4 separate regions of the Mus musculus genome follow, and regions 1, 2 and 4 are each linked to region 3. A link is a contact called in public HiChIP or PLAC-seq and promoter capture Hi-C data. All regions are on one chromosome and are shown on one strand. The core of a region is the stretch at or near the end of the contact, and the rest is flanking DNA. Distances in the headings are between cores, read along the strand shown. Region 1 holds the start of Tex26 (testis expressed 26). Region 2 holds the start of Medag (mesenteric estrogen dependent adipogenesis). Region 3 holds the start of 5930430L01Rik (RIKEN cDNA 5930430L01 gene). Region 4 has its middle 4.2 kb from the start of Gm35704.

Region 1 (6,340 bases), core at 1,623-4,122, 440 kb after region 3:
TGTCAGCCCAGTGTTTACAGACAAGGCAACGGGAGCTCACAAACAGATCTGCCTTACTCTGAGGGTCCCCAGAAGGAAAATGGCAAAGACATCTCCTGGATCTGCAGTCAGTGCACACCCCACATCTTAGCTTGCCTAAGACGAGACAAATCTAAGATATTAATAAGAACTCGCTTTAAAAATTCTATATGCTCACTGCTCTGCTTTAAAAATATATTTATCTTAAATTATGCTATGCTAATTATCCCTACCATTTCCAGACAGCTAATCTGTTATTGGGTGTTACTTTCTTAATTTAGATGCCACTACTAAACCCTAATTTAGACTCATTCCTTTTTAAATTACATTGACAGAAGTCTGTGCCTCCCAACGTTTTCTGCTGTTCATTGCATTAAAATGTGTCACATTCCCTACATTGTGTGCACGAGGCTCCCCCACCAGAAAATTCTGGATTAGCTCTTCATCTTAAAGATGATGCTGATTCTTGCAGAAGTCCCGAGTCTAATTTCTAGCACCCACAGCCAGACCCATATCTGGTGACTCGCTGCTGCTACCTGTTACTCCAGTTCCAAGGGATCTGATGCCCCGCCCCCTTTGCTTTAGACAGGATCTAGTGACATCCAGCCCTGGCTGGGCTGGCACTCATTATGTAGACCAGGTGTGTCTCAAATTCTCAGAGAATGATCTGCATCTGCCTCCTGATGTGCTGGGATCAAAGGCGTGCTCCACTAAGGCAGGCTGTCAATCACCTTCTAAACAAGGTTCCAGAAATGTCCATTGTGCATTTCCTGTCTTCTCTTTCTAAGAGCAAGTGGTAGCCATGTTCTCATCTGGAGGCATTCAGTAGTAACTAAGAACCTGCTATGTGGCCAATAGTCAGGCAGTTGCCAAGATTATGAACATGAAATACCCTTTGCAGTCAGTGATTAATACATAGTTTCTTGTGTTGTGAGGGGGTCCCATAAGTGAACCAGAGAGCTACAATCAATAATCAGTCAATCAATCAATCTGACAACACTACAAGGTTTCTGGATGTTCAATGCTAACTGGTAATTCAAAATCAAATCAAGCAAGCTCAGAGTGTTTATTATATAGAGTTGAACAGAGGAGTGAGGTTACTGTGTATAGCGGAACAAGAAGACCAGGGTATTACATCGAGATAAAAGGGATGCAGGGTTTATGGTATTCAGCTAGACCACAGAGACAAGACTAGGTCATGGTATCCCGGAAGAAAGCTATGGTGGACATTTTGACACACGCTGTCCACATCCCCACTAAAGAACTGGGATCCTTGATGCAGTCCTTCCCATTTCCCTTTGAGTCTCACTTAGGAATGCTCCTTTCTTTCTTTTTTTTTTTTTAATTGCTATTTGATTTGCTGTCCTGAATTTTATAAAAACATTTTAAGTGAGTTTTGGCTTGGGATCAGGGCAGAACTTCCAAGTGTTTTTTGAAGTGGTCCTAAGCACATTTCTGACCTTTTGTGCCAGGCATTTATCCAAAATGGTCTTCCAAGTACTGGTGATTATAGGAACCAAAATATTGATGGATTCTGAAAAGCCCCGAAGATGGTCTCATATTCAGCATCTCCTATTCAGCCGAGATTTAATTATTTATGTAAGATAAACAGGTCATCTCATTAATATGCAACCTCAATAATATGACGTCTCATTAATATGCAAATTTGCTTCATATCTTTCATAGATGGTAAAATTGTATGCACAGCAATGAATTGCTTTTTAAAATAAAGCTCCTCATGGTTCATTATCAATAAACATGTGACCTGTGTATTTGTCTTATATACCTTATATACTCTAGCTGGCATAAAAATTTCTCAGGCACAGTGTGATCACAAGTGGAAAAAAATTAAAAGCCACACTCTAACATGTATAAGTGGGTAGGATCAGCCGGCCAGTGTACAGTAACAAAGTGGCATCCTATGATTGGTACTAGGAATATAGTTTGGGATTTTTTGTATTTATTAAAAATAAGGTCTGGTGTAACCCAGGCTGCCCCTGGACAAACTATGTAGTGGAGGATGACCCTGCTGCATCCATTATCCCTCTGGACTCTCCGTAATTAGCCTGTGCCCAATGTTTCCCTGAAGTAACTAGACACTAGCTTAGGATGCTCTGGGTTGACCTCACACAGACCTGATGCCGAAACTTTTACCTTTCCCTTATACCACATCTTTCTCATCCTTGAGTGTAGTCGCTGTGTCCTACAGATTTCCATGCCAACCTTGCCCAATTTTGCTTACATTGAAAATTATGAATGGACACAAATTTGCGGTTGGGCGTCTGTCTGTCTGCTTCTGGGTTTTTAATATTCGGGGTATTTAATATTTTGAGACAAGGCATCTCTTTCCAGGGTTGGGCTCCTGCCTTAGCCTCCTGAGTTCTCGGATCACCGGTGAGCACCAGTATACCAGGCTAAAATAAACTTTTTTTTTCCAGCCTTTTCCAGTTTGCTCGTATTTGCCAATACATAAAACAATGGCATAGTATTGCAAGGACCAGAGCAGTGTCTCTCCACCTTCCTAATGCTGCGACCCTTTAATATAGTTCCTCATGTGGTGGTGACCCCCCCCCCAACTACAAATTGTTTGGTGGCTACTTCATAACTGTAATGTTGCTACGGTTATGAATTGTAATGTATAATGGTAACATCTGTGTTTCCTGATGGTCTTAGGTGACCCCTGTGAAAAGTTCGTTCGACACCCCCCACCCCCAAGGAGTCGTAGTCCATAGGTTGAGAACTATTGGATTAGGGCACTCCATGAAAGTCAGGAATCAGCGTGATGCGCTCACCCTCTGGGTCCAGGGGCGGAGACTGAGGCGTCTCCATAGCGACGCTTCACAAAGGCACGCGCAGAGGGTGGGGCGCAGAGCGGAGTACTACTGCCTTGTCAGGGCGGGAAGGCGACCTTTTGGGACAAGATGGCCCGGTATAGGAACAAGGTTTCGTGCCCTGCTCAATGTGACCCCAAGCTCCAGTCAAGTAAGACTGCCCACGCTGCGGGTCTGCGGGGCGTGGTGTGCTGTGTGTGCGGTGGAGTTGTTTTAAATAAGGCAGTTTTTTTTTCCCCAAGGGCATCAATCGTGAGAGGTTTGCCTCGCTTTTAGAGATGGCAGGGAGGCGCAAGTGAGTCAGGGAGAAAGATCAGCTGTCCAAAATCACACTCCTGTCCAGCCCTTTATACTCCCCTCTCTAAAACTCTGGGGTGTCCCTTTAAATACTTAAGGAAACCCCTGAGGAGACATGATAAAGCCACAGCTAGTGTCCTTCCAAGGACAACAGAGCCGAAGACAAATGAACAGAACTGGGGACGTAATGGAGGGAGAGAAGGAGTCTGGCTGGTTCTTTAAGTCGCAAACAGCAAATTCAGTGGGGCGGGAGGGAGGGGAGGGGCGGGATCAGCCGGCCAGGGCTGCTCTGTCTGCAGACTGGGCTGGGAGCTGAGCCCTTTTCAAAGGCGCTCTGCCAGGTGACAGATGGAGAGCCTTGCTCTGTGGTTCTGCTTGCGGCGGCGGCAGCGGGTTTACCAGCTCAGCGTTTTGCGTTGGTGAAGAGACATCACCTCCCCTGGCTGTTAGTTGCGACTCGAGTAGCATTATTACTGAGTGCACAGTCAGCGTATCCATCCCTTCGGAGCAATAATGGCCGGCTGCAGCCGTCTAGCCGAGCTGGCTAAGGGGCTGTGAGGATTCTTTAGAATGATGCTCCTAAGAGAACAATGAAGTGGGTGTTTACATTCCAATCTAGTTCTCTGTAAACGAAGAGTGGAAAGCTGGAGTGTGTGTGTGAGGGGGGAGGGCGGGAAGGAGCGTATTCAGTTAAAAAAAATGTTAAATGTTTTCAGATTCTATAGGACGGCGAGGTCAGGAGATGGAGGAGGGAAAAGCTCCCAGGATCCCCAAGGGCACTCCTTAATTTCCATTTCCCTTTTTCTAAACACTCTGTCTGTCAGGTATTTTCCTAGGCCAGTAGTCTCCTTCCTTGTCTGGAACAGATAAGAGTTAGGATTCCTCCTCTTACGGAATTGATCACGTACCCCAGGACTTCCGGTGCTGCACAAACTGCCAGGGACTCTACTGTCTACACTCAGTACCCAATGCCAAATGTTCAGACTGAACTATCCCGCTCTTGATCAGGCAGTTTCCATGCATGGCCCAGAGGCCCCTGTGCCTCAGTGTGGACAAAAATCACCTTCCTGTCCTCCTTGGAACCTTCCAGAAGTTGAGAGTACAATGAAGAGGGCCCAGGCTGTTAGAGAAGGAGCCCTTGATTGGTTACAGATCTCTTTTGTTCAGCCCTCACCTGCTGGGTCATCTGCCCCTTCAGCCTTGGGTCTGTCACAGCCACAATCCCATCTTCCATTGCTGCTAAAGTCACCCTCCCAAGAAGAGTGTGAGATATGTCATCTCTAATCTTTGTCCCCAAAGAAGAGACAGCTGATGCCTGCTGTTGAGTCACTCCTGAGCATAAGTGAGCAATCCTGGGCTATTGTCCTCTTGTCACAGCTGCTATACAAAAGCACAGAGTCCTGGCTTAAAACATTAAGTTATAGCCGGGCGCGGTGGCTCATGCCTTTAGTACCAGCACTCGGGAGACAGAGGCAGGTGGATTTCTGAATTCAAGGCCAGCCTGGTCTACAAAATGAGTTCCAGGACAGCCAGGGCTATACAGAGAAACCCTGTCTCGAAAAACAAACAAACAAACAAACAAAAAAAAAAAACAAAACACACACACACAAAACCATTAAGTTATGTGCTCACTAGCCAGCTCTAGGTTCTAAGTGCAGACAGTAACTTTTTTTTTTTTTTTTGGACCGGGTCTCACTGTGTAGCCGTGGCTAGCCTGAAACTCTCTATGTAGATCAACCCGATCTCAAACTCATAGAGACAAGGCTGCCTCTCCTGCTCGAGTGCTGGGATTCAAGGCTTATGTCACTACATCCTGATTATTTACAGGACCATGAACACCAGGGATAAGTCACCATGGTTACCAGGGTAAGGCTTTATGAGGTAGCAGCCTTGGCAGCCAGACTGTTTTCTTCACTCACAGTGGGTCGTTTGCTGTGCCTCAGACTCTTGACTTCACATCTCAGTTCCCCTGCCAGATCCCTATCCAACTAAACCGCAGCTCAGATGCCCCGCATCTACAAAATGCCCTCACTCCCCGCCCCAACATCTGAGCGAGGGAAGAGCATCCTCAGGGAGCCAGGATCCCACAGGAGGTCAGCCCACCGCTGAGTCTTCCTCAGAACTCAGCATCTCCACTAGCTGTCTGAGTTCCCAAACCAGGACAGGGCTCTGTTTCCCAGGGCTGACCACGATGTTAGCTGCGGATCAGAGGATCGAGAACTAGAGAAGAAAGAACCATCTAGAAGGACGGCAGAATCACAGGAGAGATCGAGCATGGGGCCACAGAGAAAGCCTTGGGGATACTACCGACCACAGAGACACCAGTGATGTACAAAGATCTCACCGGAAACACCGGAAATATCCTTCTGGATTACAGAGTCTCAAGTACTAAAGTACTAAAGAGGATTAACTCCGATAACACCACTTTCAGGAAGTTTGACAACGGAGGTCAGAGCATACACACATCACTGACAAAAAACGGATTACAGTAGGGTGAGCACTCAACGCGAATCGGGCGATGGACTGGAGGTCAGATGGGCGTCCAAGTGCGTCAGGCTTAGAGAGCAGACAAAAGCTTCTGGTCTCTGCTTAAGTGGCACTGGAAACAGGAGACCTTCTTGGCCTCGGGCCCTGCAGACAGCCTTGCCTGCTGCTTCTGTCCCAACAGGCTACTAAAGCCAGGTTCTCAGACGACCCCGCTACCAGCTGCCAGTCCTCCGCTGTCCTCGGCTATCTTAGGCTTTCCTCAGTCGAAAGACCCCTGAGCAGGAACATGCTCATCTGTGTGATGGACCGGAAGGCAGGTTCACCAGGGTTCTCCGGGGTTGGATGAAGTAATCTTGCTTCTGCATAAATGTGCACACACAAACACACACACACCTCTACACACACATACACCTACACTCAAATAAGAGGCATTCCAATCCATGTTCTTATGAAGTATAAGAAGTAATAATAATTTCCCAGAAATGCAAAATGAGAAAATTACTGAATTTGGACTTCACACTGACCACATCTGGAGGCGACATACTCTGAAATCATATTTGATATCAGCCCTACCTACAAGCCACTGCGACCTGCAAGAAACTGACTGGGTTACTACAAGACAGGCTGTGTACACAACGTGGATGTGGACACAGTATGAGCTGGAGGGAGCTGGAGGGCCTGAGATTTTTATCACTGAACTCAAAATG
Region 2 (6,675 bases), core at 3,784-6,283, 420 kb after region 3:
GATGCAGTCAAAGTGCCAAGGAGTAGACCTCACCAGGATCAGCCTACTGACCTGGGTAGGAATGCGTGTGGACCCTGGAGGAGCATCTACTTGGGCAGACAGAAGCAGTGAGCTCACAGAACACCACAGCCAGAGCCCATGAGGTGAGCTCGGAGGGAGGCAGCAGGGAATTTTCCATTCTGGCTCAGTCATGACTAAAGTTGTCAGGAGTCAGTGCGGTAAATATGAATGTGAACTTTTTTGCATAAAATGTCTTTGCAAATCTGGGCTTTCATTGCTCCATATGTTCCCGCTTTGGCTTTCACACGACTTTGACAGTTATAACCACAGGGGAAAAAAAATGATCCGAAGCATGCTCCGTGTGTTTTGTTCATTTATTTAACAAACACTCAATAGTACTTATTTATGCCAGGCACTGCTTTTAGAATGTTATGCATAACCATGACACAGCGCCGTTTATCATTTATTTATTCATTCATTCAGTGAAAACAAATTGGATATCTTTATGTAGCCACAGTGTGCCTGAAATAAAAGAGGCTTAGGGTAGAGCTGTTCTTCTAGTGAGACACACAGAGGAGAGAGAGAGAGAGAGAGAGAGAGAGAGAGAGAGAGAGAGAGCATTTCCAGAAAGAGGCAAGATAAAGTTGTGCACCTCAGAGGTCATCTGCCCTTAGGAGGAGGAGGGGTCACCTAGTTTAACCTGCAGTTTAGGATGTCTGTAGTATTAAAAGGTGAGCAGAGGTCTGTAAACTGAAGTGAGAGGCCCACATCGGGAACAGCCTTTGTGCCCCACTTCCCGGGGAGTTACAAGTTATATTTTTGCACTCTTTTTTTCGAGACAGGGTTTCTCTGTGTAGCCCTGGCTGCGCTGGAAATCACTCTGTAGACTAGGCTGGCCTCGAACTCAGAAATCCGCCTGCCTCTGCCTCCCAAATGCTGGGATTAAAGGCGTGTGCTACCACTGCCCAGCTATACTTTACACTCTTAAGCCAATGACATGTATGTAAGAATCAGCGGTCTGGCTTACCTAGCCATCATGGAGCAGCAGAGACTGGACAGGAGAGAGATGGATTAAAAGCACTTGCTTCTCTTGCAGGGGACCAGAATTCAGTTCCCAGCACCCATGTCTGGTGGTTCACAACCACCTATAACTCCAGTTGTAGGGGAGCTAGCGCCCTCTTCTGGTCTCTGGCAGCACTGTCTTCCCATACTCATTTCCTCCTTACGACACACAGAGTTAAAAGTAATGATTAGGGGCTGGAGAGATAGTACAAGAGTTAAGAACACCTACTGTTCTTGCAAAGGATGCACATGCCTCATAGGATGAGGGATGCAGCAAAAGGGGCAGATTCAGCATGAGGAAGAAGAGTCCCCGGAGTCACCAGTGTAAAGTCACATGCAGAGGTTGGACAGAGTTGGGTAGACTATCTGAGAGCCCGGCAAGAAGCCTGGACCATAAGTAGATATCTAGGGGTCATCAGCTTTAGGGCTGCTGGCAGAGGCAAAGGTCTGAACCGCTTCACCCATGAAAGAAGAAGCTGCCAAGGAGAGAACCCAGAGACTCAGGAGAAAGAAATGGCCTCAGCTGAGAGAAAACAGCAATAGATAGGAGGTGGTACTGTGGTGGCTTCCAGATGCAGTGTGCGGGCCATTGGGTATTGTACTCACAGAAGTCCCTGGATGCAGGCATCAAACACACACTTGTGTGACAGACAGTGCTTAGAACGCTTTGCCTACAAACCCCACAATGTGCGTGTAAAGGACACACAGGATTGATATGCTCAGATTTCCTGAAAGCTGACTGCGACTTTGAACCCAGGTAGTGAAGCACCACAGCCTGAGCCCTTGGCGGTCTGTATTCCAGCCCCGCCACTTCCTGGTCTCAAATCGCACCAGATTTTAGAGATGGGAAAACTTAGTCTAGTTGACACAGATAACAAATTCCCAAGCCGTCTGTTAAATTCTAACGAAGCAGACTGACTTCAGTTTCTTCAGGAGTTAAGGGAGGTGAGAATGGCAAGGACAAGGGTGATCTGGGAGAGACCAGAGGGGGGAAATGTCTTCCAGGGGTGACAATCCAGAAGTCACTGACACTTTATTTAGGTCAGTTTCAATGATGTCATGGGGTGAGCTGGAAGAGAAGGAATTTCGATGACTCTTCCAGGGGGAAGAGAAAAAATAGCTAACAAGTGAGGGGGATAAAACTATATTTAAAGATTATTTTATATAAGAGGGAGGAAGACTACAGATATTTGCATTCTGTCTGTTTCTCTGTGTCTCTTTCTGTCTCTTTGCCTCTGTCTCTGTGTGACTCTGTGTGTCTGGGTATGTCTGCGTGTGTGTATGTGTGTGTGTGTGTGTGTCTGTGTCTGTGTTCCTGTGGGTATGTGCACATGTACACGAGGGTTGTGAGCACACACGTGTGTATGTGGAGGCCAAAGGTCAGTGCTGGCTGTCTTCCTTGCTCACTCTCTACATTATTTTTATGAGACAGGAATTGCTCAGTGAGCCCAGAACTCATCCACTCCACTAGGTTGTCTAGCTGGTGAGCCCCACAGATCTGCTTCTCTTCTCCCAGCCTCAGGGTTAGGGTCAGAGATGTGTGCCCCTCTGCCTAGCCCAGATCCTGTGTAGGTGATAGGGGTCTGAACTCAGATCCCTGTTCTCATGTGGCAGACACTCTACTAAGCATCTTGCCAGCCTCAGGCACTTGTGGTCTGACAGAAAAATCTAGGTGTGAAAAGAGTGGTGGTGTGAACTGGTCTGTGAGAGCTTAAATAATGGTGGTGAGAACTGATCTCTGAGAGTGTTTGAATAGTGGTAGTGTGAACGGGCCTGTGAAAGCTTGACTAGTGGTGCTGTGAACTGGTCTGTGAGAGCTTGAATAGTGGTGGTGTGAACTGGCCTGTGAGAGCTTGGTAGATCTGAGTTAAGGCCGCTGTGTCACTTGAGGTTCCGTTGAAAAACTGAACCAATAAAATGAATCCCTGCTGCAAAGAGGAAGTATGATATTGACTTATGCCATATGGTTGGGGTAAAAAAAAAAAAGGCTAATCACTTTGTAGTTGCTTAGACCATGAAGCAGTGTGCCTCAGTGGTCCCAATCTGGTGCCAGAGACCTAGAGGATTCCTGGGGAGTGCTGGTCTTCAGTCCATGTTAGAAGCCAGAAGAGCATTGTTCTTATATGGAAGGAGGCAGCAGCAGCAGCAGCAGCAGCAGCAGCAGCAGCAGCAGCAGCAGCAGCTTAGAGTAGATGGATTCACCAGCAAGAATGAAAGCCAAAATAGGCAGAGCCTTCTTTCTTCCATGCACCTTCATCTTTATAGCTATCAGAATCACTGCCCATATTTGGGGTACATCTCTCCACATTAATTAAATCAAACAATTTCCAACAAACATAATCACAATCCAACCTGGTGTAGATAATCCATCAATGACGATTATCCATTCAGGTGATTCTAGGTTGTGTGAAGTTGACAATCAAAGCTGACCATCCAGGCACCCAACAGGGCCATTTAAAGCTCTGAGGCTAGAAGGCTGCCCCTGTGCCTTGATGACATCACTATTACCCAAGTATGGGCACATGAGGATGGCTAGATCTTCAGGCTGTCACCTCTTAACTATAAGCATAAGCCTTGCATTGTCTCCTGTCACTTATCCCAGCAACTCCATTTCTGAGAGGGGAGGGAGTGCAGAAAAGATGGAAAGTGTAATGGTGTGTTACCATAGTAAGAGAAAACAAAGTGATTTTAATGTTGCAGTAAAGGAAAGTCTAGACAAAGAAGAGTGCATTCCTTTGATGGAAAATAGCTTAGTGGTTTGAAATAGTTTACCAAGGCAGTGCTGTTTGAAACACAACGTGCTTCTTACCATCAAATGAAGCAAGCAGAATAAAAATTCTACAACACCTGGGGTGAGGGTGCTGGAGAGATGATGGTTCGGTGGTTATGAGGTGTGCATACATACATGCAAACACTCATACACACACACACACACACACACACACACACACACACACAAATAAAAATAACTTAAAACCTTCAAAAGTAAATGGCAAAAGTGAAATGTAGCAGAAATGCTTCTGTTTGAATCAATTAAACCCAGGCTCTATGGAGGCTCTCAGAGACAAACTGAAGATAGACTCTAAATTTTACCTCTCGGCGCTGCCTGGAGTCTCATGCCAGCTTACCGAGAGCAGAGACTCAGTCAATGTAATTGCTGGAACACATGCCTGCTCCTCTGTTAGACTACAAGTTGGATGATAACAGGGGTTGTGGTTATCCACCCACATTCTCAGGATTTAGCTTATTCTTCATCTTCTACTAGATAGGCTGGAAATAGTCATTTAATTAAATTGAAAGGAATAGTCTTTTCATCCCTCAGGAGACGTGTGAGCACGTAGCCAGAGCACTCAAATATTTATAAACTGAGCAAATTAACAGATTCTGGGACTAGGGCTGGGAAGGCCTGCTAGGGGACTTCCCGCTTGAATCCAAGCACAAAGCTGTCAAGGGGCCACCGGGCAGCGAAAAGCAAGAGGGTCAAGGTCTGGAGTGCACAGGGGATGCAGGAAAACCTTTTGGGAAAGTGGCAGGCCTTCATGGAAGGATGCTGGGTGGGAACCCGCTCCAGGAAGTGCTGAGAGAAGGAAAAGCTGGGTCATCTAGGTGGAGGTGGAGTGAGCTGCAGACAGATGAGGCATAGAATGGGGGATGTAGATACGGATGCAGCAACTCCCAGCCTAAGCTGACAGCCCCTGGGCCCCAGGTGGAGAAGTGGTCAGGAACGCTTTGTGGTACCTGAGGGATTAATCGGCGCTGAGCCAGGCCTGGGCATCTGTCGTGGGGAGGATGCTGCACCATGCAGTGTGGACCAGGCAGGGAGGGCCCCGCGCGGGGGCTGAGTGTCTGACCCGAGTGGGATGACTAAGTTAGTCTTGGCTGTGAGCAGGCGAGGTGGGAGCATGCCAAGTTATGAAACACTGATTGCTCTGCCGGAGCGGAGGAGCATCTGGGGTCCTGCCTGGGGGCCGGAGGGGCGTGCCTGGTGCCTGATAAAAGGGGCTGCGCAGCGCGGGGACCGCTTTCTCAGTGTCCTGCCTGCAGCGCTCCACAAGGGTGGGCAACCTTCAAGGTGACAAGAGGGCTCCTGAGCTACTTACTACTTGCACGCAGCCCAAGGTAGCTCGGGACAGACCACAGATTTACTCCTCCCACTTAGCGACCCTCAGGGTAGGAAGGGGACAGAGCCACAGCCTGAGTATGGCCACTGCAGCGTGCGAGCCTGTGGCCAGACCCAGCCTGACCTCCATTTCATCCGGGGAGCTGCGCAGTCTGTGGACGTGCGACTGCGAGCTGGCCCTGCTGCCCCTGTCGCAGCTGCTCCGCCTACAGCCTGGTGCCTTCCAACTGCGCGGTGAGCAGCTCCTGGTGCCCGGGCCCGGGGAACCCGCGGCCGCACGTGGGGGCTTCAACGTCTTCGGGGACGGCCTTGTGCGCCTAGAAGGGCAGCTCTATCGCCTCAGCAGCTACATCAAGAGGTAGGTGGCCACACCGTGTGCTCTAGCCTGGAGCAAATCCTCTATCTGGCTGCTGCCCTGTCTCTGGTAGACTGGGGACTGGAGATGGAGATAACCTACCTGCCACCCTACAGCCCGAACCCTCCTCCCCCCAGCCCCCAAGCAGGTAACTAGGGCGTTTTGCTGAGAATGTAGGGAGGATCGGGTGGGAAGCACACTCAGTCCCACCCAACAAGCTGGTGGCAAGTTTTTTCCATTCTGCCCTTAAACTAGGTCGGATGAGCTCAGTGTGCAGGCACAACCCTCAGGAGATGTCTTGGATGCGGATCCTCGCACCTAGCTTTAGTTATGAGCGAGAATAACTTTATGCAGCTGGAGCATGCAGATAGTTCATTTTCCCAGAGTAATTGCTCTCTCGGTGTTTCTTAAACCAAGCAACTATAGTGAAGAAGAAAAAGGGCCCCCAGAACCCCAGACCCCGTGTTGGCTCTTGGGTGAATAGACAGCTTGGGCAGAAATAAGGGCAAAGATAGCTTCGTGGTTTTTTGCAGAGCACTGTGAGACCCTGGCCTTTATCCAGTGGTCCTCAGGAGCTGTCGTGGCCAAGAGGACTCAGACGTCCATTGGTAGGCTTGAAGCTGGCAAGGATGTGGAAGCCAACTTTGATCTCAGCATTACCGGGTCACCTTGAAGGAATAGGGTACATGGCCCTCATCCATGTATAATAGGGTGCTCAGTGCCCCAGAACCAAGTGAGTCTGGAGTCTGAGCGATCCGCAGCCGGCCCGATTGTGAAGATACGATGTATTTATCACTGGGCTAGGGTGCAGCCAAAGGGCTAGACACTGCTGGTGCATTCTTCCAACTGCATGCAGGTAGGACCCTCGAGATGGTATGAGTTCTGAATGTCGGAGAAAAATAGTCCCTACTGAGAATTTCTCTGTGGATGGGAAATAAAAATGCTAATTTGTAAGAGGGGGGCAGTGGAAAGAGCTATGGTAGAAACAGGTTGGGGTTGGGGAGATGATTCAGTGCCTGAAGTGAGAGGACTTGAGTTTGGATTCCTAGCTCCCTTGCAAAAATGTCTCTCTGTGTACTAGGGGCATGGTGACAGGACAATCATGGAGGCTTGCTGGCCTCCAGCTGGTCCCTAAACT
Region 3 (6,111 bases), core at 2,844-5,343:
GCCTGGGGCCGGTTCCCTGACTTGCAAACAGTGAGCTACACTAGGTAAAACTAAAACAAGAATCATTCCACACTCTTGGATTGAGAAACTGAAGGTCTGACCTCCTCCGATTCCCCCTCACTCCACCCCGCCCCGCCCCCGCACGCAGGCTTGCCCTAGCCAGGCAACAGCGCCATGGATCAGATGGTTTGTTTTTCTTTTTGTTTCAGTTTGGTTTGGTTTGGTTTGGTTTGGTTTGGTTTGGTTTGGTTTGATTTGGTTTGGTTTGGTTTGGTTTTTTAATTCCAGCTTTAAAAGTCTTTCCCAGTGTGCCAGCAGGAGTTACTCTGAAACCCAGGGGTTTCCTCACTGAGCAAAGAAAACTCAGGCGCTCCCAGGGTCATCCTGAGAAGCAGAGGGTGGGCGCTGAGGCTGTCAGTGCTGGGCAGAATTCTGCAACGAGGTTGTCAGCTCCCTCATTCTTTATCTTCCAAGTGTTAGTCTGGAGGTAGGAATCTTCCCGGGATTGAGTCCTGCAATCCCAGAAGAGACTTTTTTTTTACTGTTCGAAATTTATAACGGACAATTATTCCATATATGATGTCCAGGTGAGCTTACCGCAAGTACCTTTAAGTTGTTTGAACCCCAGATTTTGGAAGGACGTGTCTCAGGAATGAACGCAGTGCTTTGCACAAACTAGGCCATGACTCTCTCATCAAGCTCCAGCCCCAGCCCTTGAGAATAACCCTAAGATACACATTGAGTTTCTAGAGGAGATCTGCCATGAAGCTATTCAAACCCGAACTTCAGACCCGCGCACTGCAGGGCCACCCAGAGGTGTGTGCACAGGCCCAGCCACAGGTTCATATATATGCCCGTCCACCGCTATCAATTCGTCACTGGTGAGATTTTTGATTTTAGTCTATTTATTGATGTGCACGGATGCTTTGCTTGAATATATATGTATGTGCATCATGTAGAAGGCATCAGGTCCTCTGGAACTGGAATTATGGGTGTTTGTGAGCCGGCACGCATGTGCTGGGTATCAAATCCGGGTCTCTGCAAGAGCAACGAGTGTTCTACACCACCGAGCCACCTCTTAGCCCTTGACAGTAGGATTCTTAATCACCTAAGATGGCTGCCTCTTTTCTCCTGCTTCCTGGTTGGCCACACGGTGAGTGGCTCCCTTCTGCAATGATGTTCTTCTGCCCAAGCAGGCTGAGTGAAGCAACTATAGATAGAACCCTCTGCTGAGCCGTGGTAGCTCACAAGCCTTTAATCCCAGCACTCAGGAGGCAGAGGCAGGCAGAGCTCTGTGAGTTCGAGGCCAGCCTGGTCTACGGAGTGAGTTTCAGTACAGCCAGGACTGCACGGAGATGGTTATCAACAACAAAAAGAAGCCTCTGTCAGTGAGCTTTGGGCTCTTACTGTGACCAGTGGTGACAGAGTAGAAGACACGGAAGTCAGGTACAGACTGTGTGGACACTTGTCCACACTCCGGGGACCTAAGCATTCTGTCTCAGCACTCAACCCTCCTGTAAAGACCACAACAAGAAAACTGCAGCTGTTCTTATTGTGGGCTCATTAAGGAGTCCAGGTCAGAGGCCAAGCGAAACAGCAAACTGTTGTACACAAGACGGTGATGCACTGGGGGATGTGAAGCTGACGTAGGAGGTACCCACACACTGCACGTGGGTGGAGTTCAGTCATACCTGGATGGATACACAGCGCTCCTCAGAATGACAAACTTCTGCGTCTACCTTTGTCACAGATAGCTTGCTATTAGGCATTAACAGATGGGTTGTTTTGTTTTGTCGACGCCCGGTTTCAGGTAGCCCAGGCTAGCCTAAAACTGACTTGAAGCTGGGACTAAATTCCCGATCCTCTTTTTGTTGATGTTTGTGGGGATTTTTGTTTTCCTTTGTCATGGTTTTTGTTTTGCTTTGTTTTGAAGACAGGGTCTCACTGTGTGGCCCTGGCTGAGCTGGAATTAGCTACACAGACCAGAGCAGTCTTGAGATCACAGAGGTCTACATGCCCCTGCCTTGTGAGTGCTTGATTAAAGCTGTTCTCCACCAGGCCTGGAAGACTCCTGGTCCTCTCTGGCCTCTATTTCCTTCACGCCAGGCTTTGGCTTTCTAGATTTTTTTGTTGTTGTTTTTGTTTTTGTTTTTTTTTTATGCTTCAACTCACTGAAGGAATACAAAATATTGGATCACATTTCCATGGCATATTCTCTTTTCACTAGAATCTTCCTTTCATCCTCTTTCATTCCCTCAATAATAGGGAAATGGCAGCTAAGATGAGACATTGGCCAGGTACAAGGATGCAAGGATGCGTGCCCATGAACCCAGAGTTTGGGAAATAGAGGGAAGAGCATTGGGAGTTACAGAGAGATCAGCCTGGATCACATGAGACTCTTATCTAGAATAAAATAAAATAAAATCATGACCTCAGTTTTGCCCACCCAGTATCAGCAATTAAAGCCACAATATTTCAATACTATCTTAGAATCCTACAGTGGTTTGGGTGCACTGGCCAGTTGTTACATCAAGGTTGACACAGCTCAGGTCATCTGGAATAAGGGAAGCTCAGTTGAGAAAATGCCCCCATCAGACTGGCCTATCAGCAGGCCTTTTAGGGGATTTCCTTGATTAGTAACTGAAGTGGAAGGGTACAGCCCACTGTGGGCAGCGTCACTCCTAGGCAGGTAGGTCCAGGCGATATAAGAAAGCAGGCTGAGCAAGCCATGGGAGCAAGCCGTCAGAAACATCCCTCCATGGCCTCTGCTTCCTGTCTTCAGGTTCCTGACATGACTTCCCTCAGTGATAATGTGACCAGAGCTGTAAACTGAAACAAACTCTCTTCACAAGTAGGTTTTGGTCATGGTGTTTTATCCAAGCAATTGAAAGCATACTAAGATGACTTTATTAAAATCAGTCTAAGACAACAGATTGAATTAAAGCCCATTCTTGTAAGATGCATCTCGGACTTTTGGGGAATTTAAGAAACATGGCATTTTACTGCATGTATGGAACAACAAATAGAACTCAAGAATAATCAATTTTTATAATTAAGTCTCCTTACTGAGTACAAACCCAAAGGAAAAGGGATTAGAGCATTGTTGCAAAAGTATTCTCATGGGATCGGAGAACCATTGAGTAAACTAAGTAGATTTAAAACTGGTGGGCTATAGAGGTAACCGGATACCTCCGGTCATCTTTTTATTTATTTTTGAGTTGGCTCTCACTATGTAGCCCTGGCTGTCCTGGAATTTGCTGTATGAACAGGGCTGGCCTCAGACTCACAGAGATTCATCTGCATAAGACTGAATCTTCATTACGCAGTGACTGGGGAAAGGTCTGTTTGCACAATGTGAAAAGTGGAAATTTGAGGTTTTAAAAGCGCGGGCTTCTTCCTTTGTTTATTCCCTAAGTCCCTTTCTCTGTGCTGTACCCACTCCCTCCAACAAAGCTTGGTCACTTTCCATCCCACTCGCTATTTTCACTTCTACGCTAACATCAAACTCAATTCTACGTCACAGATTTTAGAAGCACCCAGGAACAGTACCCAGCCTAGAGAAGGAGAAAGAAATGTCTAAATTCAAAGGCTGAGCAAGGAAACCGCCTGCCAGGCCTGCCTGCCTGGTCGGTCTCATCAATCACAAGACTTAGGTGTCATGAAAACTCCGCCAGAGCTCCCACAGGCTGACGTGCCTCCTCCCTCTCATCGTCTCCGGGAACCCTTGGCACCAATTTCTTAAGGCACAGAAACCTGGCTCTCCGCTTAAGTTTTAACCAAGAACTTCTCTGAGGTCCCAGCAGCGCTGGGGCGGCGCACTGGCTCCTAGGCTGCTGATGCTGTGGCCCTAGCTACCCAGGGCTGCAAAAGCAGGAGGTGCCGCGCAAGGCTGCAAGTTCTAGAGAAAGCAGGGGGCGAGGGGCTCTGTTTGCCGGCTCCGCCATCTCCTCTAGAAAGCACTTAGCGAGAATAAAGTCACCCGCCCACCCCGGATACCTTCTATTGCAATTCTGACGTCCGGGCCTCCTTAAAGCCAGCATTTTTCTCCCTGGGAGAAAGCATTAGTTAATGATTGCCAGCCGCCTTCGCTGTCTGGCAGGCCACGTGACCTGGACACGTGACTTGGAGCCGGCTGGGATGGTTTCTCCTCTTTGAATAAGCTCCTGCTTATTATTGCAGTTACAAGCCTGTGGAAGCGGTGGGTGCAACGTGATTGCCTGGCGGTTACACAACGCCAGAGAGCTGTGCTCGCCGCTGCCAGCCAGCCGCTCCGGGGCTGACTTCTAAAGGAACAGAAAACAAACAGGACTTGCTGTTTTCCAAAGTGAGAGTTCGTTTTCTCTTTAGAAAAAAGCATCTTGGCAAAAGGCAAAGCCCAACCTTGCCAAACTGTACTAGTTCTTTTGGGGCAAAAAGATAAAACTACCGTGCAACAGGCGATTTTTACCACGCCTTTCTCTTCTTTCTCCCTGAAAAGGCCTCGAATAGGTTCTTTTTACGTTTATAAAAAGTGTACAATAATAGAACTTGGAGGCATATACTTTTAATCCCAGCACTCCTGGAAGCAGAGGCACATAGAAATTTGTGATCTTGAAGCCAACCTAGTTTACATAGCAAGTTCCTGGCCAGCCTGGGATACACTATGAGAACCTGTGTCGTCGTCGTCCTCGTCTCCCCCACCCCCCAACGCCACCCTACAATCTATCCCCCACCCAGTATTAAGGTTCTAATACAATAGTAAGAGTGTTTGGCTTCCATGTATTAAAGCTCTTAGGATTAAACCCAGAGAGAGGAAGAGAGGGAAGAAGGAAGGGAAAAGAAAAAGGCTCTATGGTTAGTTTTAAATTTAAACTGCAAATGAAAAGGTCTTTTGTGGCTCCTCCTGCCTTTAATTTGTAAAATATTAACAGTTGAATTTTTATTTTCAGCGTCTGGAAGAAGCTTCATAGGAGACATTATATGCATGCATATGAATGAAAATATATGCAGATTAGCCTCCAGAGGGCCTTTCCCCCCACCAAGATATCTTTACTGTGTGCGTCTTAGAACTGTCCAACGTCCCTGCAAAGGGAGCCCTGCAATGTTTAGCTTTCTCCTTGTTGACAATTACAAGAGATGGGCAGAGAGGGAAAAAAAACCACACAACTGAGTAGGACAGATGCCCTCCCCAGGTGGGACTGCTGAGGGAGGTCCCCATACCTGTCTCTTCCTTTGAGGCGACCCTTTCTCCAGCCCAGGCCAAGAAGTTCTCAGTGGTGAATTCATTCCACAGCCTGCTAGCTGTTACTGCAGGAGCCTCGATAGCAGGAGTAACAACCAGAGACAGACAGGCAGACAGACAGACAGACAGACAGAGCAAGCCTGCCTTCTTGGGGTTTTACTTCAGAGATCTCCAGGGCCCAGCCTGGCCTGGCCTGGCCCAGACTGAAGTAGCTAGTGCAGTCTGAGAGGCCCCTTTCTGTTCTCCTGGCATTGCCAAGGGCCCTGCTCTACTGGCTCGAAAGACTCACGGATGTGCCAGCTGACTCACGGTGTGGTGGTTTGAACAAGAATGCCGCCCCCTCCCCCCCCTATCCCACCCCACCCCCACCCCCGACAAGCTCATGGATTTGTCATGGTGCTTTTGGAGTTCAGGAGGTACTGCCTGGATGGGGTAAGTGTGTCACTCTGAAGGGGCTTGGAGGATTTAAAGACTCCACGCTGCCGTTTGCAGCTCACTTTGTCTGCTTTGTGCTGTGCCTCCAGATGTGAGCGCACAGCTTCTTGCTCCTGCCCCTGGGGCTCTGCCCCCTTCTATTGGACTCTTGAATCTGAAGCCCAAATATGTTTTGTTTTTCCTTCTCTAAGGTGCCTTGCTTATGGTATTTTTACCATAGCAACAGAAAGGTAACTGAAACACATGGGAGAACAAGAATTCAACCTTTGCTGGAAGGCTCAGGTGCGACCTCGTTTCTTAGGGACCCTTCAAGTCAGCCTCAGGAGGCTGTCATGCACCTTCATTTATAAGGGTCTGGTTGCTCTTGGCAGCAGGACTAGGAGAATGACAGGTGTGTTCTAGCGTGAACTGTGCCTCAAGCTTGAGAGTCCAAGGAAGCATAGAGTCCAAGGAAG
Region 4 (6,329 bases), core at 3,122-5,621, 360 kb after region 3:
TCAGGTCACTGCCAGCTTCATCTCTCTGCTGTGTGAAAGACCGGCAAACCCCTCCTCTCCGTTTCATCCACCACGCCTTGCTTATGTTGTGAAGGCGGATCCTAATTCTTGTCCTAAGTCCGATCTTGACTGTATAATGCATTAAGGAGGTCACAGGAACACAGCTTGTTAGACTGATTTCTTTCTGCTATGAATTTTCCAGGTTGCATTTGTTGAGATGACAGACCTACATTCTACCTTCGTCTCTTCCTTCTCTACACAGAGGAATATGATGGAGAGTAGCTTTAAAGCAGAATGGACAACATCACCCAGCATCACTGGCGAGCTCTAGATGCACACAATAGTGCCTGGACCACTCCATCCCACAGCTACTGAACCCAATACTACTACAGCAGCACAGGCAGGAAAATGGTCCCAGGTGACCCTGAGGTCTTCTCGCCACTGTGGACAAAATTGGAAGAACCCCACAGCTTCCCTCCTAAGACCATGATTTAAAGGAAATAGTCACAAAGGTTCATGTTTTGGAAGAGAGAAGCTTCGTCTTTGTGGAAGCAATTAAATATAATCTCCAGGGCGTAACTCGAGCTCTTCGACGTCAGTAGGGTATCTCTCATACTTTCCTCCTGAGCCTTCCTGACCCGGAGTGTGACCAGCATCTATAGTTTTGGTTTTCCTTGAGTGGTTCTGGGCAGCTGCTCCCCTCCAGGAACGTTCTATTCTCCCACTTTGCTCTACTCATCCAATCCAGGGCATCCTCACAACCAACATTTCCTCCATGAAAACTTCGGTGACATTAGCTGCTTCTCCTCTTGAGAATCCCCTGGGCTAGTCAGAGGCGTATAATTTAACACTTAATTGTTTTCTAATTGCTTCCGATCTGTTCTGTTCCCTCACCCTATTATAAACAGCTCAAGGGTGGAGACCATGGCTTCCTCACAGTGTCTTTAATAAGGCTAGTTGCCTGCCTGGCTCACCATTGTGGCCCCAGAGGCCCAGCCTGGCATGAAATCGGCTCTCCACGAATATTAGTTGAATTAATGAATTTGTTGACAGAGCAAGCGTTGGAGCGTTTGATCAGAAAATCACATCCAGAAACAAATGACCAGCTCCCTTCAATTGTTCCATATGACCAACACTTAATAGTCAGAGCCTGAGCGCCTCCTTTGGGCAGGCCCTATTCTGGGAAATTGGGAGCATAGCAATGAAGAAGGTTCATTATTGACATAATACATGTAAATTTCCAAAGAAGGAAAAATCAAAAAATTTTGAGAGTGGAGTTGGTATTCCAGGTCCTAGACAGTGACAGATAGGACACAGACCACTCTGGTAACAACCACATCCCAGAGAGATTTAGGATAACAAACCTCAGCCCACCTGTGATAGGGTTTTGTAATATCATAGTTTCAAGTAGCCCTGTTTGTGAGACAAGGCAGGAGGAGGGTGGTTTTTCTCGCTTCCTTGCACTACCCAGGGTCTTCCTCTTAGTGTAGATTAGTGTAGATTCGTACATGAGTACACATGTACATGTTTGAGGTGAGGTCTTACTATGCATACCAGCTGGCCTTAAACCTGTAATGCCCCTGCCTCTGCCTCTGCCCCTGCCCCTGCCCCTGCCCCCATCCCCCGCCTCTGCCTCTACTTCTGCTGAGTATTGGTACTACAGATGTTAGCTATGACCATGCCCTGAGGTTTGAATGCCTGTCGCAAGGAAAGCTTAACTCTGTGAGAACCACTCAAAGCCATGCCTTGTCTGTGAGCTCTTGGTCTCTCTTCATGGAAGAGTTCTAGAACCAGTAGGCATGCCATCCTAAGACAACAGCACTCTTTTGTGAGAACATGGCTCCAGCCACTCTCTCCTGTGGTTGTTATCCCTTGAACTGGTGTGGGAGAAGCAGCCTATAGAGATTTCAACTGCTAAGCAATCAGGGCTTAAGAGGCTGCACCATTAGTGTTGTTGCTTTTGGAAGTGGGAGTTTACAAACATCGTGGGCCAGCACCTCATCTGAAACCCTGTACCAGGTACAGGGTTTTCAGGTAGATTAAAAAAAAAAAAGCAATGTGGACTGAGATGGGACTAAGAAGTCAGAGAGAGAGAGAGAGAGAGAGAGAGAGAGAGAGAGAGAGAGAGAGAGAGAGAGAGAGAGATGGATAAGGAGGAAAGGTCAGGGATACCATTGCTGTGATGAAACACCATGGCCAAGTTGGGGAGGAAAAGGTTTATTTGGCTTACACTTCCACATTGCTGCTCATCATTGGAAGAAGTCAAGGAGGAACCCAAACAGGGCAGGGCCCTGGAGGCAGGAGCTGATGCAGAAGCCATGGAGGGATGCTGCTTAGTGGCTCACTCCCCTGGCTTGCTCACCCTGCTTTTTTATAGAACCCAGGACCACCAGGGATGGCACCACCTACCAGGGGCTAGGCCCTCCCCCATCAATCAGGAAAATGCCCCACAGGCTTGCCCAGAGCCTAATCTTATGGAGGCATTTCTCAGTTGAGTCTCCTCCTCTCAGATGACTTTAGTGTGTCCAGTTGACACAAAACTGTCCTTCATAGAGGGCATTCCTGAGTGGACCTTATGATCACAGCCTTTAGGAACATAGGCACTTGGGCCTGTCCACTAGGGACTCTGCTTATTTAACCAGTGGGTATCAGTGTACCCCAAAAGGCTCTATGTTAACTACTAGAACCCAGGTGGTGGCATTATTAAAAAGAGATTGGACCAAGTACAGTGGCACACACCACTAAGCCCAGCCATCAGGAAACAGAGGTAGGAGAATCTCTATGAGTTCAAGGCCAGCCTGGTATACATAATGAGTTCTAGAATAGCTGAGGCTACCTAGAGAGACGCTCTCCAAAAAAAAAAAAAATTTTTTTTTAAAGAGGTAATTGAAGCTAACGTGTCCATTGGACATGTTCATGGCTAAATGAGCTGCTAGGAGGAGGGAGACACTGGGGAGAGCAAGCCATTGGTGGGGCTTCGGAAGAGTGTTTGTCCGCCTGACCCCCCAAGCCCTGTGATCCCAATTACCCTTGCTCAACCCTCTTCACACAACTATGGGCTGAGACATCCAGTAGTGTGTGCCCAAACAAACCTTTCTTCCTTTTCAACTTGTTTCCCTTGGGTATTTTGTCACAGTAGTGGAAAGTAATTAACAAAGGGACTCTAGACTGATACCTGGTCAGGTTCTTGTGCACGCCAGGGCCGAGAGTCTGTAAAAATAGTTACTTGAATCTGTTGAAGGTCAACTATGTTTCTTCATGTACAGAGGTCCCGGCAGACAGTAGCACAGAGAAAGAGAGGTGTCACCCAGAGGGGACCTTGGTGGGGTGGACAAGGTACATGGGGACAGATCTTGCTATAACTCAAGTGTCTGGGGAGGGACACAGGGACTGTCTCTCCCCATCCCCCGTGGCAGTGACAATGTTTTGGTGATGGTGAATGGCAGTGGAGATGAATCTAGAGCTATGGTACCTTCCCCACTGGAAATGAGGTGAGGGAGGGCGTACTCTCCGATTGTGTAAATACAAGGCTGGGCCCTTTCTTTTTCTAGTCTTCTCTGATTGTGGGTTTTTTTGCATTACTTTTGACTTGCATAAAAACGTTCTTTCTCATTATTGGGTTTTCTTTTAAGTTTTGTGGGGAGAGCTGGCTCACCGGGATCCTGGACTAGTCTAGCAGGGGTACCCATCCTTTTGACATTGCAACATGGTCCTTGACATTTGTAAATAAGGTTGAGCGGCATTCACAGCTATCATGGGCCAGCTGGTGCGAGCCTCTACGGCTGGGAACGCCCATTAGTGGAGGGACTTTGTATTTAGTTTGGTTCTGTTGGGAATAGTTCTAGTGATGGGAGCAGGGATGGTTTGGGGCAGATTCACAGCCTTAGCTGAACCTCAGTTTCTTTATCCGTGGATTGTAATTCGTAGTTGGTTATAGCAGTTGTCGGAGGGCGTATACCAAACAAGACACAGGCACCAGACGTGGCAGGGCCCAGCTAGCAGGACTTCCCTGAAAGGATGCTTCAGGGAAGGTCCCAGGCACTGGAGACTTGAAAGGTGTGGTGGGGCGGGAGGGGACAGGGTGCTTGCTCTTTTGTTCCACTGGGTGGCTAGATGGCAGATGGCTTTGCCTCTCCTGGTGGCGAGGTGTGAGCGAACCTTGGCAGGCAGTACCCCTCCAGGCCCTCTTTCTATCCAAACCCCGCCCCCAGCCCCTCCAGGGGCTCCTGTGACACCATTGCCTGACTCAAAAAGCCACTGGGTCCAAGACCCGCCAGCACACAGACGGCCCCTTTGTCTCCCAGCCACACCTGACTGCTGCAGAGACAAGGCGTTGACGGGAGCTGCTGGCACTTGGCCAGGGCACTTTCAGTAGGGCCATTAGTCATGCCTCTTCCAGAAACCGCCTCATCCAGCAGCCATCAGTCTCTTGGCCCTGGGAGGCCTGGGCGGGTGTTTTTCATTTCCTCTCCGTGTTGATTTTTAAACAACAGCTGCCTTTTGGTTCCAGGGACCCTCCGGGTCAGTCCTGGGCCAAGTAGTCTATACTAGCCCAACAGGACTAAATGCCAGCCTCCACCGGTGGGAGCTGTGGGTCAGAGGGGTCCCCCCAGGAAGCCAAGGGCTCTCACCAGTCGGAGTCCCTGGGCAGCTTTTGTGTTCTGTCCTAGAGGCCTGTGTCAACCGTGGGCTCTGGGAGGTCTTTAGGATTCAGGCTATTCTTTGCTACCGGTTTTAGAAATGTAGGGAGCTCTGTAGAGGGAGGGGACCCCCATGGAAAAGATATGCAAGCAGCCAGAGTGCTTGTCTCAGTGTCCAGCACCAGTAGCCCCCAGAAGCCCAAAAACAGGGGGTTTGGAGAATGGCCTTTGCACTGGAAGGATCTCCAACTGGGGCTTTTATGTTAAGAGAGTCTTGGTACATGGAGCTCTTTATATTAGGGGAATCTTTACGAGTAGTCCTTGTTGGTAGGTGTACTGGCTGGTTTTGTGTGTCAACTTGACACAGCTGGAGTTACCACAGAGAAAGGAGCCTCAGGTGAGGAAATGCCTCCATGAGATCCAGCTGTAAGGCATTTTCTCAACTAGTGATCAAGGTGGGAGGACCCATGGTGGGTGGTGCCATCCCTGGGCTGGTAGTCTTGGTTCTATAAGTGAGCAAGCTGAGAAAGCCAGGGGAAGTAAGCCAGTAAGTGCCATCCCTCCATGGCCTCTGCATCAGCTCCTGCTTCCTGACCTGCTTGAGTTCCTTTGGGGATGAACAGCAGTGTGGAAGTGTAAGCTGAATAAACCCTTTCCTCCCCAACTTACTTCTTGGTCCTGATGTTTTGTGCACCTAAGACAGTAGGTAATCCCTAGAAAGGTGGCACTTTGGTATGAGGGCTACCATTGAGGGTCCCTAACTTCCTGGCATTGAGGAGCCCCTAGCATTGGGGAGGTCCCTGGCCCTGGGGAATCCCTGACAGTCTAAAGCTGGATTGTTGGTACAACCAAACATGAGAGATGTGTTAGAGTGTGTGCTCCCATGATCCCAGGCCTGCAGTGGTTCACAATCTTATTGTTTAGTTGGTCATAGCCAGGCGGCCTGTGAGGAAGGAAGGTGACTGTTCCCTCTGTGTGTGCACGTTAACCACCAGTGCCTTGCCTATCCATATCCTTTTCCTTTGCCATGGTAACTGGCAACTCTCTGGAGGAGTGGTTCTCAGTCTTCCCAACTCTGCAGTCCTTTAATACAGTTCATCATGTTGGGGTGACCCGCAGTCATAAAATTATTTTGTTGCTACTTTGTAACTGTAACCTTGCTGCTGCTATGAATTGTAATGTCACTATCTTATATGCAGGATATCTGATATGGGACCCCAAGGGGTTGAGACCACAGGTTGAGAAACACTGCTCTAGATAACACCTGCCTCTTCCTGTTCCTTGTGCCCAGTCAGCCTGAATCTTAGAGTTAAGATAAAGACCTGCTGGCCGGGCACTGTTTAGGTGGGTGTTAGCTAATCATTCACAGAGCTGCACTGCAGGGCCTCACCCCTCCTGTAGGTTGTGGGACTAAGGGGGAGGAAGACATTTTCTTGTGCCACTGTGGATCTGCAGAAGGTTTTCCTTATACTGGAGAGAGAGAGGTGTCTGAGGCCGGTCAAGGGAGTATCCTGGATTCTTGGAAGCATAGCTCCCCTGCCTGTGCCTTATTTAGCTATTTCTAGATGAAATATTATTTGTACCACGAATCCTCCATAAATAACGTAAACAGGCTTAGCCTGTGAAACCCCGGGACATCTGGTTTAATTTGAGTCTCATATAAACAGAGTATGAACAATCTATAATTTT

What was found. HiChIP or PLAC-seq counts read pairs in DNA pulled down with a chosen protein or histone mark. Capture Hi-C pulls out chosen DNA fragments and counts their contacts.
Region 1: an H3K4me3 HiChIP or PLAC-seq map of embryonic basal ganglia shows a contact between it and region 3, with 3 times the contacts expected there. The contact joins the promoter of Tex26 here to the promoter of 5930430L01Rik in region 3. A contact is called at or near these places in 7 of 39 promoter capture datasets (the 3T3-L1 cell line, cranial neural crest, frontonasal cranial neural crest and 3 more), 6 of 115 datasets of contacts at active chromatin or transcription factors (craniofacial prominence, embryonic basal ganglia, embryonic hindbrain and 3 more) and 2 of 9 other capture datasets (adipose tissue and pancreatic islet).
Region 2: a contact with region 3 is called in a promoter capture Hi-C map of adipose tissue, with 2.4 times the contacts expected there. The contact joins the promoter of Medag here to the promoter of 5930430L01Rik in region 3. A contact is called at or near these places in 10 of 39 promoter capture datasets (the 3T3-L1 cell line, 3T3-L1-derived adipocytes, the HPC-7 cell line and 6 more), 1 of 15 datasets of contacts at CTCF or cohesin (the NIH/3T3 cell line), 2 of 484 Hi-C or Micro-C datasets (cerebral cortex and cortical neurons), 2 of 115 datasets of contacts at active chromatin or transcription factors (embryonic basal ganglia and pancreatic cancer cells) and 2 of 9 other capture datasets (adipose tissue and embryonic stem cells).
Region 4: a FOXA1 HiChIP or PLAC-seq map of pancreatic cancer cells shows a contact between it and region 3. The contact joins the enhancer-like site here to the promoter of 5930430L01Rik in region 3. A contact is called at or near these places in 12 of 39 promoter capture datasets (the 3T3-L1 cell line, the HPC-7 cell line, HPC-7-derived erythroid cells and 9 more), 1 of 15 datasets of contacts at CTCF or cohesin (the NIH/3T3 cell line), 2 of 484 Hi-C or Micro-C datasets (bone marrow-derived macrophages and uterus), 9 of 115 datasets of contacts at active chromatin or transcription factors (craniofacial prominence, double positive thymocytes, embryonic basal ganglia and 6 more) and 1 of 9 other capture datasets (liver).

What each region holds. Positions count from the first base shown.
Region 1 is chr5:149,436,788-149,443,127 of GRCm38.p6, forward strand. It overlaps Tex26 (testis expressed 26), which reads left to right and starts at 2,873. Exons shown (of 7, transcript NM_029464.2): 1 at 2,873-3,000. The coding sequence starts at 2,940.
Region 2 is chr5:149,406,716-149,413,390 of GRCm38.p6, forward strand. It overlaps Medag (mesenteric estrogen dependent adipogenesis), which reads left to right and starts at 5,034. Exons shown (of 5, transcript NM_027519.4): 1 at 5,034-5,540. The coding sequence starts at 5,263.
Region 3 is chr5:148,991,122-148,997,232 of GRCm38.p6, forward strand. It overlaps 5930430L01Rik (RIKEN cDNA 5930430L01 gene), which reads right to left and starts at 4,094. Exons shown (of 2, transcript NR_102384.1): 1 at 3,997-4,094; 2 at 1-2,403. Gm15411 (a long non-coding RNA gene) reads right to left here. Exons shown (of 5, transcript XR_868721.2): 4 at 5,200-6,111.
Region 4 is chr5:149,348,985-149,355,313 of GRCm38.p6, forward strand. No RefSeq gene overlaps it. Among named protein-coding and RNA genes, the nearest start is that of Gm35704, 4.2 kb to the left of the region's middle. RefSeq lists an enhancer at 3,175-5,383. Within about 2 kb of position 4,372, at least 153 of the 459 cell types and tissues checked have an H3K27ac peak or open chromatin away from gene starts, as enhancers often do. A contact at or near this core is called in the NIH/3T3 cell line, craniofacial prominence, embryonic basal ganglia and 5 more, where this site is marked.